2 separate regions of the Lactuca sativa genome follow, and region 2 is linked to region 1. Evidence: chromatin contacts called from public Hi-C data. All regions are on one chromosome and are shown on one strand. The core of a region is the stretch at or near the end of the contact, and the rest is flanking DNA. Distances in the headings are between cores, read along the strand shown.

Region 1 (6,996 bases), core at 2,523-5,022:
ATGAAGAAATAAATATGTATATAATTATGATTTTCATAATTTAAGTATGTGACTAACACACGCATCAGTACCCACACATCAATTATTAAGTAAAAAAAAAGAACAATCGCTTACTTCAATCTCAACACGTGGAGTAACAGTCAACATATAGTCGAAGCAAATAAGATCAATCGCCCCAGATCTACATACACGGTCTGCAATCGGAGGAAAAAATATTTTTTATTAATAAAAAAGTTCTTTATTAGTAGCGTCTAGGTTTTACACATGAAATCCACATAAAATTAAAAGAAAATAATGATGCATAGACAAACATACATTCAAATAAGCAATTTCATATACCAACCTGAAGCTAGAAAACACAAAATTGAAACCTAAAATCAAAATACAGTATGGATGACTTACCTCACAATAATCAACGTCATAACTAAAACCTAATCGGATCATAAGGAGCAGCACACGAATCACAAATCACAAATCACAAAGTAAACTAATAAAACCCAACGATTGAAGTTGATTTGGGAAATCGGTAAAAGATGCAATCGGTTGGAGGTGTAATTGCGATCTCATAAAAACTACAATACAAAGGTTTAAATTTGGATAATATTATGATTGCTTAAATTTTGTGACAATCAATATCAAAATTATGGTAGTTGATATATCGGAATCAAGGGATATTCCTGATTTTATGGGATCGTGATTTGATTTAAATGAAATTTAAAATTGAGTTTGAATGTATTGACTTTTGACTTATACTCTTAGACTTCCGTTAACAATGCTTTAGGCGGGAATTAGTTTATGAGAAAAGAGGAGGAAATGACAAGTGGATTGTTATGGGTTATTAGAGGGACATGTGGCACCTCAGGGAGGTTTTTATTAGGTAGAGAGATTATTATTATTATTATTATTATTATTATTATTATTATTATTATTATTATTATTATTATATTCTTCTAAATAATTGGTTTTGATGCATCATTTTAATCCCTTCAATTATTAAACATAAAGATATTTAATTAAAAATTTATAACATACATAGGTGCATATATATGTTAAACAAATAACATATAATATATATTTTCGTAAATGTCATATGTAATTCTTGTCGTAGTAATATGGATAAATTACTTTCATATGAAGAACATATCATGATAATTCATCATAATTACATATCAAACGTTAAATTATGTTATCTTTTAAATATTGTTTTGTAAATATGTTGTGTAGGATAACCCAACAAAAAAATAATAGAAAATCAACATAATCAAAATAGAAAAACTACAATCATATAAATAAGAACATTGGGTGGTTGAATATATAAATAAAAATGTTACATAAATATACGTTTAAATCAAAAGAAAAAATTAACATTCGTCTACTTTTCTAAAAAAAAAAAAACCTATATCTATTTTCTGAATCTTCTTTCTCTATTGAACACCATTCAACCATAGAAACTTGATGACAATAGAAAAACTTCGTATAATACATACAAATCACATATAAAGGTCAAATGAGAAATTGAATATAAAGAAAGAATAGAAAAACTTCGTATAATACATACAAATCACATATAAACGTCAAATGAGAAATTGAATATAAAGAAAGAATAGAAAAACTTCGTATAATACATACAAATCACATATAAAGGTCAAATGAGAAATTGAATATAAAGAATATAAAAACTTCGTATAATACATACAAATCACATATAAAGGTCAAATGAGAAATTAAATATAAAAAAGAATATAAAAACTTCGTATAATACATACAAATCACATATAAAGGTCAAATGAGAAATTAAATATAAAGAAATAATAGAAAAACTTCGTTTGTTTTGGTTGAAAGAAAAATCATATTATAATTACCATCGATGCGACATAACCCATTTCTTCAAATCATCATATTTGGATCGTGAATGCTTCAACTATATGAAAACTTTTGAATCATACTATCTTCAACCAAATGACGACTTTTTGTAAGAAAAATGTACTAATATAACTACATATATAATGAAGGTGAAAAGGTGTGGGAGTTTGAAATGCATGAGGTGTTGAACTTATAGAGTGTGTGATTTTCTTGGAATGAGATTATGTGTGATTAATTACTTTGAAGGTGAAAGGGTGTGGGAGTTTCAAATGCATGAGGTGCTGGCAAAATTTTATGGGGGTTTCAAATGCATGAGATTCAAGAAAAAATGTTAGCTTTATAAGTATGTATGATGAACATAAAAAATTTATTTAAATCACTAATAATACGTGGCAAAAACGACATGTCACAATTCAAATACCAATCAATGTTGCAGTAATTGTGAATAATATTAAGGGATAATGACTTAAAAGGGTAACATATTATTCAATTTGTACACATTTGGTCACTGAGTTTTTTTTTTATTCATATTTACCCCTTAAACTTGTTAAACTGTACCCATTTAGTCCTTATGACTTGTTACTCCAGGTTAGCCGGGAAAAATGACTTGATAGGGTAATATATTTTTCATTTTGTACACATTTAACTCTTAATATTTTTGTACATATTTAGTCCTTAACATTTTTTTGTTTCAAGATAAGTCCTTTTTTGTACTCATTCAATACTTATTAATGATTTCTTTAGGTTTTTTTCACGACATCTTACGTGAGCCAATCATTGATGAGTTGCTTAGGGTTGTTGATGCTTATGTCTAATGCGATCTCGATTGCTTGGTTGCGTAAGTCTTGTGGTTTGGCTTAGGTCTTGTATTTTGAACATCGTAACTTCTTCATACAATATCAGATTTTAAAGATCTTTATCCACATGTTTATTTTTTGAGTCTACTACAACTTTCATTAAGATTACTCCCGTTAAAATGTAATATATTTTTACTAACGATTTTTTTAAAAACATACATACATGCATTCATAAAAAACGTATGGACATGGGAAGACACAGTAATACATAGTACGTGTTGCCGAGATGAAATAGGTGTTGCCGATACATGGAAAATAGTTATAAACGTAAAAAAAAGCGAAACTTTTTCCACTGCGAACAAAAAAAACAGGTGTTGTCGGTGCAACACCGGGACCATACTAAATCCGCCATCGCGTATGGATATAAAAATCGTAAGTAAAAATATATTATTTTTTAATGGGAGTAATCTAAATGAAAGTTGTAGTAGAGTAAAATACGAATGCAAGAATATAAAGATCGTTAAAATCCGAGATCATATGAAGAAGTTACGACGTTCAGAATACATGACCTAAACAACCAAATAGTCGAGATCGCGATAGATATAAGCATCAAAAAAAGCCCCATACACCTCATTAATGAATGCCCCACGTAATATTTTGTGAGAAAAAACTAAAAAATCATTCTTAAGTACTGTATGAGTACAAAAAAATAACTTATTTTGCAAAAAAAAAGGACTAAATGTGTACAAAAATATTAAGGACTAAATGTGTACAAAGTGAGAAATATATTACCCTATTAAGTCATTTTTACCGGGTAACCTGGAGTAGCAGATCATAAGGACTGAATGTATACAGTTTAACAAGTTTAAGAGGTAAATGTGGACGAAAAAAACTCGGTGACCAAATATGTACAAACCAAAAAATATATTACCCTTTTAATTCATTATCCATAATATTAATCTCAAACCAAAAGTAAATTAAAGAAGATAAATGTATTTCCTGAAAAAGCAAATTCAAATTTCGAATGTTTTAAATCAAAAAATTGGACAACACGACATCACAATATGTCAATTTCACCCCTTATAAATTGAAAAGTTTCACTTTATTCCCATCTGCTTGGGCGGCACGAGAATCTCCCACATCTCTTTCTAAACTATTTGGCATTTGCAACACAAACCACTTTCTCTCCACCTCCCTCGTACCTCTAGGGTTTCACACACTCAAATTCGATCTCACCACCAAATCCAGTTCAATGGCAGACGAACCAGTAGTCCCTTCGTCGCCTCAACAACAACCATCTTCATCCAACTCCAACGCCGCTCCTCTTGGCCACAACGTCATCCCCATCGTGAACAAGCTTCAAGACATTTTCGCTCAGCTTGGAAGCTCCTCTACTATCGAGCTCCCTCAGGTCGCCGTTGTTGGTAGCCAGAGCAGTGGTAAATCCAGTGTGCTTGAAGCTCTCGTTGGCCGTGACTTCTTGCCCAGGGGATCCGACATCTGCACTCGCCGACCTCTCGTGCTTCAGCTGCTTCAGACTAAGCGGAAGCCTGACGGCACCGATGAAGAGTATGGTGAGTTCTTACACGTGCCGGGGAAGAGGTTCTATAATTTCAATGAAATTCGTAAGGAAATTCAGGTACTTCGTCGCAACAGCCAATTTGTTACTTTTATCATCATCATCATCATTATAGTAGTTTTTATATTACTATCTGAGTTGACCTAGCTTGAACTGGTACGTTAAACATTTATGAATTTTCTCCAGTGAAATTTAAAAAAGCACATTTCTTGCGCAGATGCACTTTTTGTTACTCAAAAAAGATTTCTCATGTATATTTGAGATCTCTTGTCTTTAAAATAAAGGGCTTTGAATACTTAGACCAAAAGCAGTTTTTTCTACCTACCAAGATTAATAACACACTGCCTAAATTCGTCAACTTCACAAAACTCAAAACTACATGTCTGATAGAACCCTGAGTGTATTTTACTGGAGCTTATAGAGCGTGACATTTTAATTGTTATGGATAATGGTTCAGAATTTGTCCAACTGCCTGTTAAACCTAGCAACATGAGTCTTTGTCTTTCAGGCCAGCAAAGCATCTATATCCTCTCATGTTCTAGTAATTTTTGTATATACTCGTAAGCTGCATCAGCTAGGTGATCAGATTATTCAGGGTTAGATGAGATCATGAGAGTGTCTTTGGTATAGCTCATCTGAATCAATTGTATATTTGTGTATGAGGATTCATTAAGAGGAAAAAATGTTAGAGCTCTGATAAGTGTGGATTCTTTAATCCTCTATGATAAAGCTAAACTTTATTTTATGTCAACCAACACAAAGTCTGATCACTAACACCTTAGTTGGGTGTCTGAATACTGTAGGCTGAGACAGATAGGGAAGCAGGAGGAAACAAGGGTGTCTCTGATAAACAAATTCGTTTAAAGATTTTTTCCCCTAATGTACTTGACATCACCCTTGTGGATTTACCTGGTATAACAAAAGTTCCTGTTGGAGATCAACCATCAGACATTGAAGCTCGTATTAGGACAATGATAATGTCATACATTAGGCTTCCCAGCTGTTTAATCCTAGCTGTCACACCTGCAAATGCTGACCTTGCCAACTCAGATGCACTTCAAATCGCTGGAAATGCAGATCCTGATGGTAGGCACTGATTTCATTGAGTGATTTTGGTACAAAAAAAACTAGAAATAGAATGAAAGTTCATCTCTTTAACATGGCTTCTTTTCTTTTTGTGCTGTTAGGTTACAGGACAATTGGTGTGATCACAAAGGTATACTATAAGTCTATATTTATAACTAACATACATGATTTCAGTTTCAATTTATTCTTACTTCTCTTCCATTATATAGTATTATTTATATAGTAATCACAATGTTGTCCTTTTTGATGCTTTAGTTGGATATTATGGATAGAGGAACCGATGCACGTAATTTTTTGCTTGGAAAAGTGATCCCCCTTCGACTTGGCTTTATTGGTGTTGTAAATCGTAGTCAGGAGGTAATAATTATATTCTTTGTTCTATTATTATTATATATAATGTTAGTTTTCTTTATCTTTTAATCTAACAATGGTTGCCATATTCTTAAAAACAGGACATTATGTTCAACCGAACTATTAAAGATGCACTAGCAGCTGAGGAGAAATTCTTTCGCAGTCGTCCAGTATGCAACATTTTTTTTTTCCTTCAATGATTTATTTAACTTTTTTTTTCATATGGTTTAACTAATTTTTATAATGTAGGTGTATAATGAGCTTGCAGATCGTTGTGGGGTACCCCAGCTGGCAAAAAAGTTAAACCAGGTAAAACTGTATTAGGGTTTTATCTGCTCATTAAGGATGAAACGTTATATTAACTTAATGTCCTCTTTTGTAGATTTTGGTGAAACATATAAAAACAGTGTTACCAGGGTTGAAGGCACGTATTAGTGCTGCATTAGTTTCTGTAGCAAAAGAACATGCTAGTTATGGAGAGATTACAGAGTCTAAGGTGCTTATCAATCCTTTTTTCAGACAAGTTTTTACCTTTTTACCTTCTAACATTTGCTTTTTAATAATTTATAGGCTGGCATGGGAGCTCTTCTTCTAAATATTCTTTCAAAGTATTCTGAAGGTGATACTGGTTTTCTTGTTTTTATTTTTAATAATAAGTACATGTGTATGTTTTTTGAATCTCATAGATGATCTTCATGATTTCTTTAAACAGCCTTTTCTTCAATGATTGAGGGTAAAAACGAAGAGATGTCAACATCTGAGTTGTCAGGAGGAGCAAGAATACACTATATTTTCCAGTCAATATTTGTCAAAAGTTTGGAGGTTTGTCTTTATTATCCATTTCACATTTTCACCTATTGATATTTAACGCCCAAATCCCTTAGTTTGCAATAAATATATTTAATCAATCGAGTTATTGCTGCAGGAAGTTGACCCTTGTGAGGACTTAACTGATGATGACATCAGAACTGCTATACAAAATGCAACAGGCCCTAGATCTGCATTGTTTGTACCTGAAGTAGGTCTTATTTTTATAAACCCCTCACTCACAAGTCACAAATCACAAGTCACATCTCCATACTTTTTATTTAACTTAACATTTTGTTACACAGGTTCCATTTGAAGTTCTAATTCGACGACAAATTGCTCGTTTACTAGATCCAAGCCTTCAATGTGCAAGATTCATTTATGATGAATTGATAAAAGTAACACCTTTCTCAAAATCTATCTGCTCAAATTCTAATTGGACTTTGAGTTGACTGATTTGTTTATGCTTTAGATGAGTCATCGATGTATGGTGAATGAGTTACAGAGATTTCC
Region 2 (6,996 bases), core at 2,189-4,688, 140 kb before region 1:
GAATGTATAATTTTTCTAAGGCTATTTATGTTGGGGTTTACGGGCTAATTAGTTTAGACATGGGTTAATCATCGGAGATCTTAAATTATAAATGAATTTATTAAAAAAAATATATTACCAATGTCCTAATAAAATTAGTAAATAACCATAAAAATGTCAAATTCTAGTTTTTTAAAATTTAAGTCACGAACTATAAGTTCATAATTAGCTCAAAAAATATAATCGTATTTTCGAATATTGCATCTACATATTCTTACCCGCATCATATAATGTAGACCAGTGGGTACTCCTCAGACTTCGGATTTGGCAAATGCAGCCAGAGCCGCCTTAGCCTTACTGGCACCTCCGAGAAGTCTACCGCATGTTCATGATGTTCATGTGCAAGCAAGCGTCAGCAGCTCATTCTGAATAAATAAAAGAAAAAGAATCGACTTAGGGTATGGGTTCTGAAGAGGGTTTCTCCTTTCACAGTTTGGTCTTCTTCCGATCCAAGGAGCTCATGGCTCTAAGCTAAGTACTTGCGCTTCGTACCAATATATATTCTCGTTACAAAAAATGAAATGATGAAGGGGTGGGTTGGCCTTACCTATATTTGATAATATAAATGGGAACGCGGCCAGTCCAAGATCCAAGATTGGATATACAGTAAAGATCTTTTGGCAGAAATCAAAGACAAGGAAATCTGAAAGAGAGGAGAAGGAATTTTAACAAAAGGGCGACTTCCTGATTCATTCCACATTTCACATTCCCCTGGAGTCATCTCCATCACAAAACAATTCATTCTTAAGACGAGAGAACTACTTGCAAATACTACTTCCATGTTCCTAATTTTTTTTCTCTTTTGTTTAATTAGATCAACATTAAATTGTTTGCCTCCAATCTATTTTGTTTTACAAAACGTTGAACAAATGATTTAAATAATACACAATATAATAATCTATAATTATATGTTAAGTAAATTACTTGACATTTAAAATTTATATTATTAATCCCTTTAAACCTGCTTCAATTCCTTTCACAACCAATGAACTATTATTAGTTAAAGCAAAAAAATTTCAATGCAAGCTTTTTTAATTCAAGAGTCGATCCCCTCACCAAGTTGCTACAATTTTGAAACAAAAACACATTAAATTGAAAATATGAAATTTTATTAAAATAAATAAATAAAAGTAAGTCGCCTTACATGCTTTAATTGCAATATCCCACCAAATCTATCTACATTTTTCTTGTACTTTGACAACTCAATAGCCACAAGTTGTCATTGCATCACTAAAATCTCCAACAAATAAAGTATCGAAAAATTCAAGAACTGCATCCATTACATTGGGGTCATGTTGGAGTTGCAGATCCTTATTTGATGTTTGAGATACATGAAGCCTTGAAGAGTGGTATTGTTCATGCCCAACTACAAATAGAGAAACATGATAGTAGATGTTCTTGTTAATGAAACCGATATTAATAATAATGGTGTTAATTGGAGTCATTCTCATGAGTGGGTGTGTAATGTTGACCAAAGTCCCTGTGGTGTTGGCATTGGCATAGATCTAGGTTGGTGTATTGGCTAGGTTTGCAAATTTGGTGTGTAGTCTTTTAGTTAATTTGTTGTTTTTGTTAGTCTTGGATAATATTGGCCGATGTTTTGGTTTAATGACAGTTGAAAATGGTAATGTTAATTTAATAAATTATTTGGGCACTGATTGCAATATTTAAATTGGCTTTAATTATTAAGGTATTGGTTGCAATACGAAAATAATTATAAAGGACAAAAAGCATACTACCTTTATTCCACCCATCTCTTAGTGCCTTGAAACAACATAAAACCTTTGAAAATTGTTCATTTGGATTAATAGTTAGTCCACTTTACATGTGCTACATGAGTTAGACCTCAAAATGTTTTTATTGGCATAAGGGGGTCCAAAAAGGTTTCTAAAAAAAAAACACCTTAGTATAAAGATATCTTCAAGGTTGATAACGAGCATAATCCGCTTATTTTCAATAGCTTATTGTTTCAGGAAAATGATATTTACACAATAACTTTTTGTAATACGCATTTTAAAAGGATTTGTATAATCCTCGAAACTGTTATGCATGGCAAAAAGTTAGTATAAAGATCAGCTAATTCACATCTATCAAAATCATCATTAAATGAACAAATAGCCAAAACAAGAACAAATGCCAAATCAAAATTTGATTTTTAATGTTTACAATCATACCATAATTGCGAACATCAAAGTAAAAAAAAAAAATACATCTACCGAAACATTTAAACCAAACTGTTAAAAAAAAAACAAGTATCGCTACAAAACCAGCAAATCAAATTCAAGATAAAGCTTTTTCCTTAGAAGCCTGCAAACGCCTTCTTCCCAGTACTTCCAGAAGATCCAGCTGGAGTCACCTTCAACACATTGAACCTCACAGTCTTTGACAATGGTCTGCAACAAAAATACAAATAATTAAAAATTAAAAACATATATAAAATATAAGAATCAAATCAAAATATAAATAAGGGGATTATATCTAAAATGTCACCTGCACTGTCCAATTGTGACTCGGTCACCTTCTTTCACACGAAAACATGGAGAAATGTGAGCTGGAGTGTTCGAGTGCCTCTTCTCATATCTATCAATCAAACAAAACAGCATACAAATAAGATTGATTTAGAATTTGTTATGTATTTAAGGGTATTTGATAAAATCACAACAGATGGGATTGTGTCTTCTTGCCTTTGGTATTTCTTCACATAATGGAAGTAGTCCCTACGTACGATAATGGTCTTCACCATTTTCGCACTGTGGCATGTTCCGGAAAGAATACGACCTCTAATGGAGACATCACCAGTGAAAGGGCACTTCTTGTCAATGTAAGTTCCTAAAGATATTAAGTACATAATTAAGATCATACTGTAAATCACATATCTAACAGCTTCGAAATCATTTGAAAAAAACAGATAGAAAAGGTGTTTGATGAACGCTAATACCTTCAATAGCTTCTCTTGGAGTCTTAAACCCAAGACCAACACTCTTCCAGAATCTGTTTCCACCCTTCCCAGGCCTCTTCCCTTTCCCACTTTTCTTCGAACTAATACACAATTAAGAATACCAACATCATCTTCCATATGCAAATTAGCATAAATATAGAAAAAAGAACAAAAAATTCGAACACGAAAAGAGGCTAGTTTCTCACCATAGAAAGACCTTGGGTTGCTTCAAAAACGCCTTCTCCGTCTATCAGGAAATAGAGAAAACAAAAAGAAAAGCAAAATGTCAAGATCTGTAGGAAACGAGATGAGCATAAAAGTCGAGAGTTGATAGATTAGATAACAACCTGTTCAGCCATTGTTGGTAGAGATCGGAGCTTTTCAGTGGCGGAAGCACAGGTAGAAAATAAGCGGAGGCAGATGTAAACCCTAGCAAGCTTATATATTTAATGAGGTTAAGTTGGGCCTTGTGGGCTTCTAATCAATAAATGACTCTAGTGGGCTGGGCTGCTGTTTTATGTCTAATTGTCTACTACAATCGATGGAATGTGTATTTTAAACAATTTCTATGCAAAATCAATTAGGGAGTATGATATTGGATTATAAGTTTATAATCGACTAAAATGTACAAATTTATTTGTTCATTTTGGTCCAAAAAAATTTGGACTAGCACTACAGGTCCAAAGGTTTAATTTTGTTGCGAATTTGATCCAAAACACTTTAAAAATTCTTCGGATTTGTCTATTTATATTTGTTTTTTTTCTTTTTTTCCTTTACTATTATTTTATTATTTAATTATAAAGGGTCTCTCTCTCTCTCTCTCTCTCTCTCTCTCTCTCTCTCTCTCTCTCTATATATATATATATATATATATATATATATATATATATATATATATATATATATATATATATATGTTTTTGTTTTAAAGGAAAACATAATGAAATCTTCATCAATAAAGATTTGTGTTCATTCATCTCTATTTCAACACTCCACATATTTGGGGATTTTTCAATTTATGATTTCAAAAAACTCATCAGTTACCAACAGTGAAGTTCGGGAAAGGATTTGCTTCACAATGATTCCAAAATGTTGAGAAGCATACGTAATTTATAGCTATCTCAAAACTCTCCTAAAAGAAATCTTAATTTCCTGTTAGGGGCAGATCAAGTATCCTTCGTCATCGAAGGTGTCGGTGAATGCGACATCATTGAAGAGAAAGGTGTCGCTTTTCAGAGCCTTCGGCAGATTAACTAGTCGTTATGGTAACACTAGTCCTATAAAAAGACGAATAAGGCTAGATATGGAGATCGAGGTCACCGGAGCCACAACAACCCCTAGCTTCGATTAAGTTTTCATTGTCGCTGTTATAAAGATTCGATTACGGTTTTGCCTCCGCTTCATATCCATCTCTCTCACCATCGATGTGAAAAGCCCTCATCGTCTTCGCTATGAAGATCCACTGCAAAACCCTCATTGCTATGAAAATCCACAACAAATCCTAGCTCTGATTCCTTCCTCTTGTTATCAATGAAGACATCTTTTTCTCCATCATCACCATCTTTATGTCATTTGAATTTTTCTCCATCATCATCATCATCTTTCTGTCATTCAAATCTAGAAGTTGCAAATCAATTTGGTGATCAAGTAGACAGTTTTCACCAAACATGATAATGCTTCAAACTGTAACACGAGCAAGAGGAGATATATATATATATATATATATATATATATATATATATATATATATATATATATATATATATATATGAGAGAGAGAGAGAGAGAGAATTTACTTTTTTATTTTTCTTTTAATCAGAAAAGTTATTAAATAAATAAAAAAGTGAAAAGGAAAAACCTAATGGTAAAATTGTCATTATAAAAAGACAAAACTGCACAAATGGTCCCTGTGGTTAGCTGAAAATTGACACTTTGGTCCAAAAAAGTTTTGACTAGCACTGGAGGTCCAAACTTTTCATTTTGTTGCGAGTTTGGTCCACTTTGCTTTGAACTCTTTTATAATGACGATTTTGCCCTTGTATATTTTTTTTGTAAATTTATTTATTATGCAAAAAAAAGAACAAAAAAGAAAAAAAATACTCTCTCTCCACCTTATACCCCCTTCATCAACGCCACCATCATTAGTCAACAATACAACCACCAACACCGGCCAACACAACAACCTCCACCACCACGACACCACCGGTCAACACCTACATCTGTAAACAACATTGTCATCATAGATCCAACAGTAACACCATTTTTCTTCTTCTTCTTCTTCTTCTTCTTCTTCTTCTTCTCTCATCTGAGGTGAAACACTACCTTTCTCTCCATCTCTCCTACAGATCCGATACTGGGGAGGTGGTCAGAAGAATCAAAAGATTGAAAACAAACAAGAAGATCGAAGGTCTGCCATCTGCATAAATACATCGTCATCTAAACCTTCTTCACCTCCGACGCCATTGTTAGGGTTTCGTAAACCTTCACCAGTATAATGGTGGTGATAGGGTTTCAGATCTTGAAACCAAAATGAAACCCTAATCTAGACTCGTTCTTACAGGTCTTGAAAGGAGAAGGAGGTGGTGTTAGGGTTTCAGGAAAATAGAAGGGGGCAGGAAGAGAAGGAGAGAGATGTAGACAGATGAAGAGGAAGTGGGTGGTGTTCTTCGTCTTCTGAAGGATTCAATTGGGAAATCTTCTTTTGTAACAACAAAGCTTGACATCGTCTTCATAAAGTGGTTGTTAAAAGTTCTCCAGCTTCCTCAGTCTTCACAATTCCCTAAATGAAATGATTAAAAGAGATCTTGAAGTTGTATACCCAGATCTGCAAACTAGACAAGGGAAATTATATGGGTGTCTTGAAATGTGATTTTCGTTTCGTTGTGAAATTTATGATTTAAATCAGAAGCTTAACTGAAATCAGTCATTGAGAATTTAATCGGTAAAGGTAGTGGAGGAATAGAGGGTGGTGGGCAGCTGTGGTAGTGACGTGGTGGAGCAAGGTGGTCCTCGGTGGTGTTGGGGTATTTCTTGGTGTCGCCGGTGGTTAGGGAATGAAGCAGCAACGAGGGGTGATTGGATGGTGTTTCTCCAATGACTGGGTGATTGAGGTCGCTTCCTCCTTTTGGGTTTCACAAAAAAAACGAAGTGGGCGTTTAGGAGAGAGAGAGAGAGAGAGAGAGATTTCTATTCTTTTTTATTTTTTTAATCAATCAAATATTTAAATAATTAAATAAAACTGAAAAAGTAAAAGGTAAGGGTAAAATCGTCATTATAAAATAGTTTAAAGCAAATTGGATCAAACGTGCAACAAAATGAAAAGTTTGGACCTGTAGTGCTAGTCCAAACTCTTTTGGACCAAAGTGGCAATTTTCAGCTAACCACGGGGACCATTTGTGCAGTTTAGTCTTTTAAAAAAGTTAAATGCAAATTGGACCAAACTCGCAACAAAATGAAAACTTTGGACCTTTGGAGCTTGTCCAAACTTGTTTGGACCAAATATACAATTTTGAGCAAACCACATGGACCATTTGTACAGGTTAGTCTTTATAATTACATAATTCTATTTAACCTAAAATCAAAATTTATTTAATGGAAAGTGAGTCTTTATTTAATTATAAAATGTACATTATGAGGTCTTTAAATATGATTTTAATAGGAAGATAATAAAAAATATTACAAATTTTATTGAAGGGTAATCAATTCTTTATTTAATTGTAAAATGTATATGAGGTCTTTAAATATGATTTAATATGAAGCTAGTAAAAAATATTAAGTTCATGTCTACTTTACGTCCAATTTGTTATTGAATTAGTAGATCTCTTGCTTCGCACCAATTGGATTTTTGCACCTTTTTTGTTTGTTGTATAAGTGCAGATTTTCTTTGTTGCATGAGCGGACACAGTAAAGAGATCGTTTTCATTAGATTAAGGGCGTGTTTGGCAAAGAATTTTTGGAAGCGTTTGAGAGCTTCTAGCTTTTAGCTTTTGATAAAACGCTTTAGTTTAAACAAAAAGTTT

What was found. Hi-C and Micro-C count contacts between places; a contact is called where the count stands out from the background.
Region 2: a Hi-C map of seed shows a contact between it and region 1, with 4 times the contacts expected there. The contact joins the promoter of LOC111913276 here to the promoter of LOC111913273 in region 1. A contact is called at or near these places in 3 of 4 Hi-C or Micro-C datasets (leaf and seed).

Annotation. Positions count from the first base shown.
Region 1 is chr5:255,243,449-255,250,444 of Lsat_Salinas_v11, reverse strand. LOC111913273 (dynamin-related protein 3A) reads left to right here and starts at 3,772. Exons shown (of 19, transcript XM_023908991.3): 1 at 3,772-4,299; 2 at 5,043-5,325; 3 at 5,427-5,455; 4 at 5,581-5,682; 5 at 5,778-5,846; 6 at 5,926-5,985; 7 at 6,059-6,172; 8 at 6,247-6,295; 9 at 6,389-6,498; 10 at 6,602-6,694; 11 at 6,789-6,881; 12 at 6,956-6,996. The coding sequence starts at 3,913.
Region 2 is chr5:255,386,021-255,393,016 of Lsat_Salinas_v11, reverse strand. LOC111913276 (40S ribosomal protein S11-2) reads right to left here and starts at 3,438. Exons shown (of 6, transcript XM_023908995.2): 1 at 3,325-3,438; 2 at 3,184-3,224; 3 at 2,978-3,078; 4 at 2,724-2,868; 5 at 2,530-2,619; 6 at 2,166-2,432. The coding sequence starts at 3,336. The coding sequence ends at 2,339.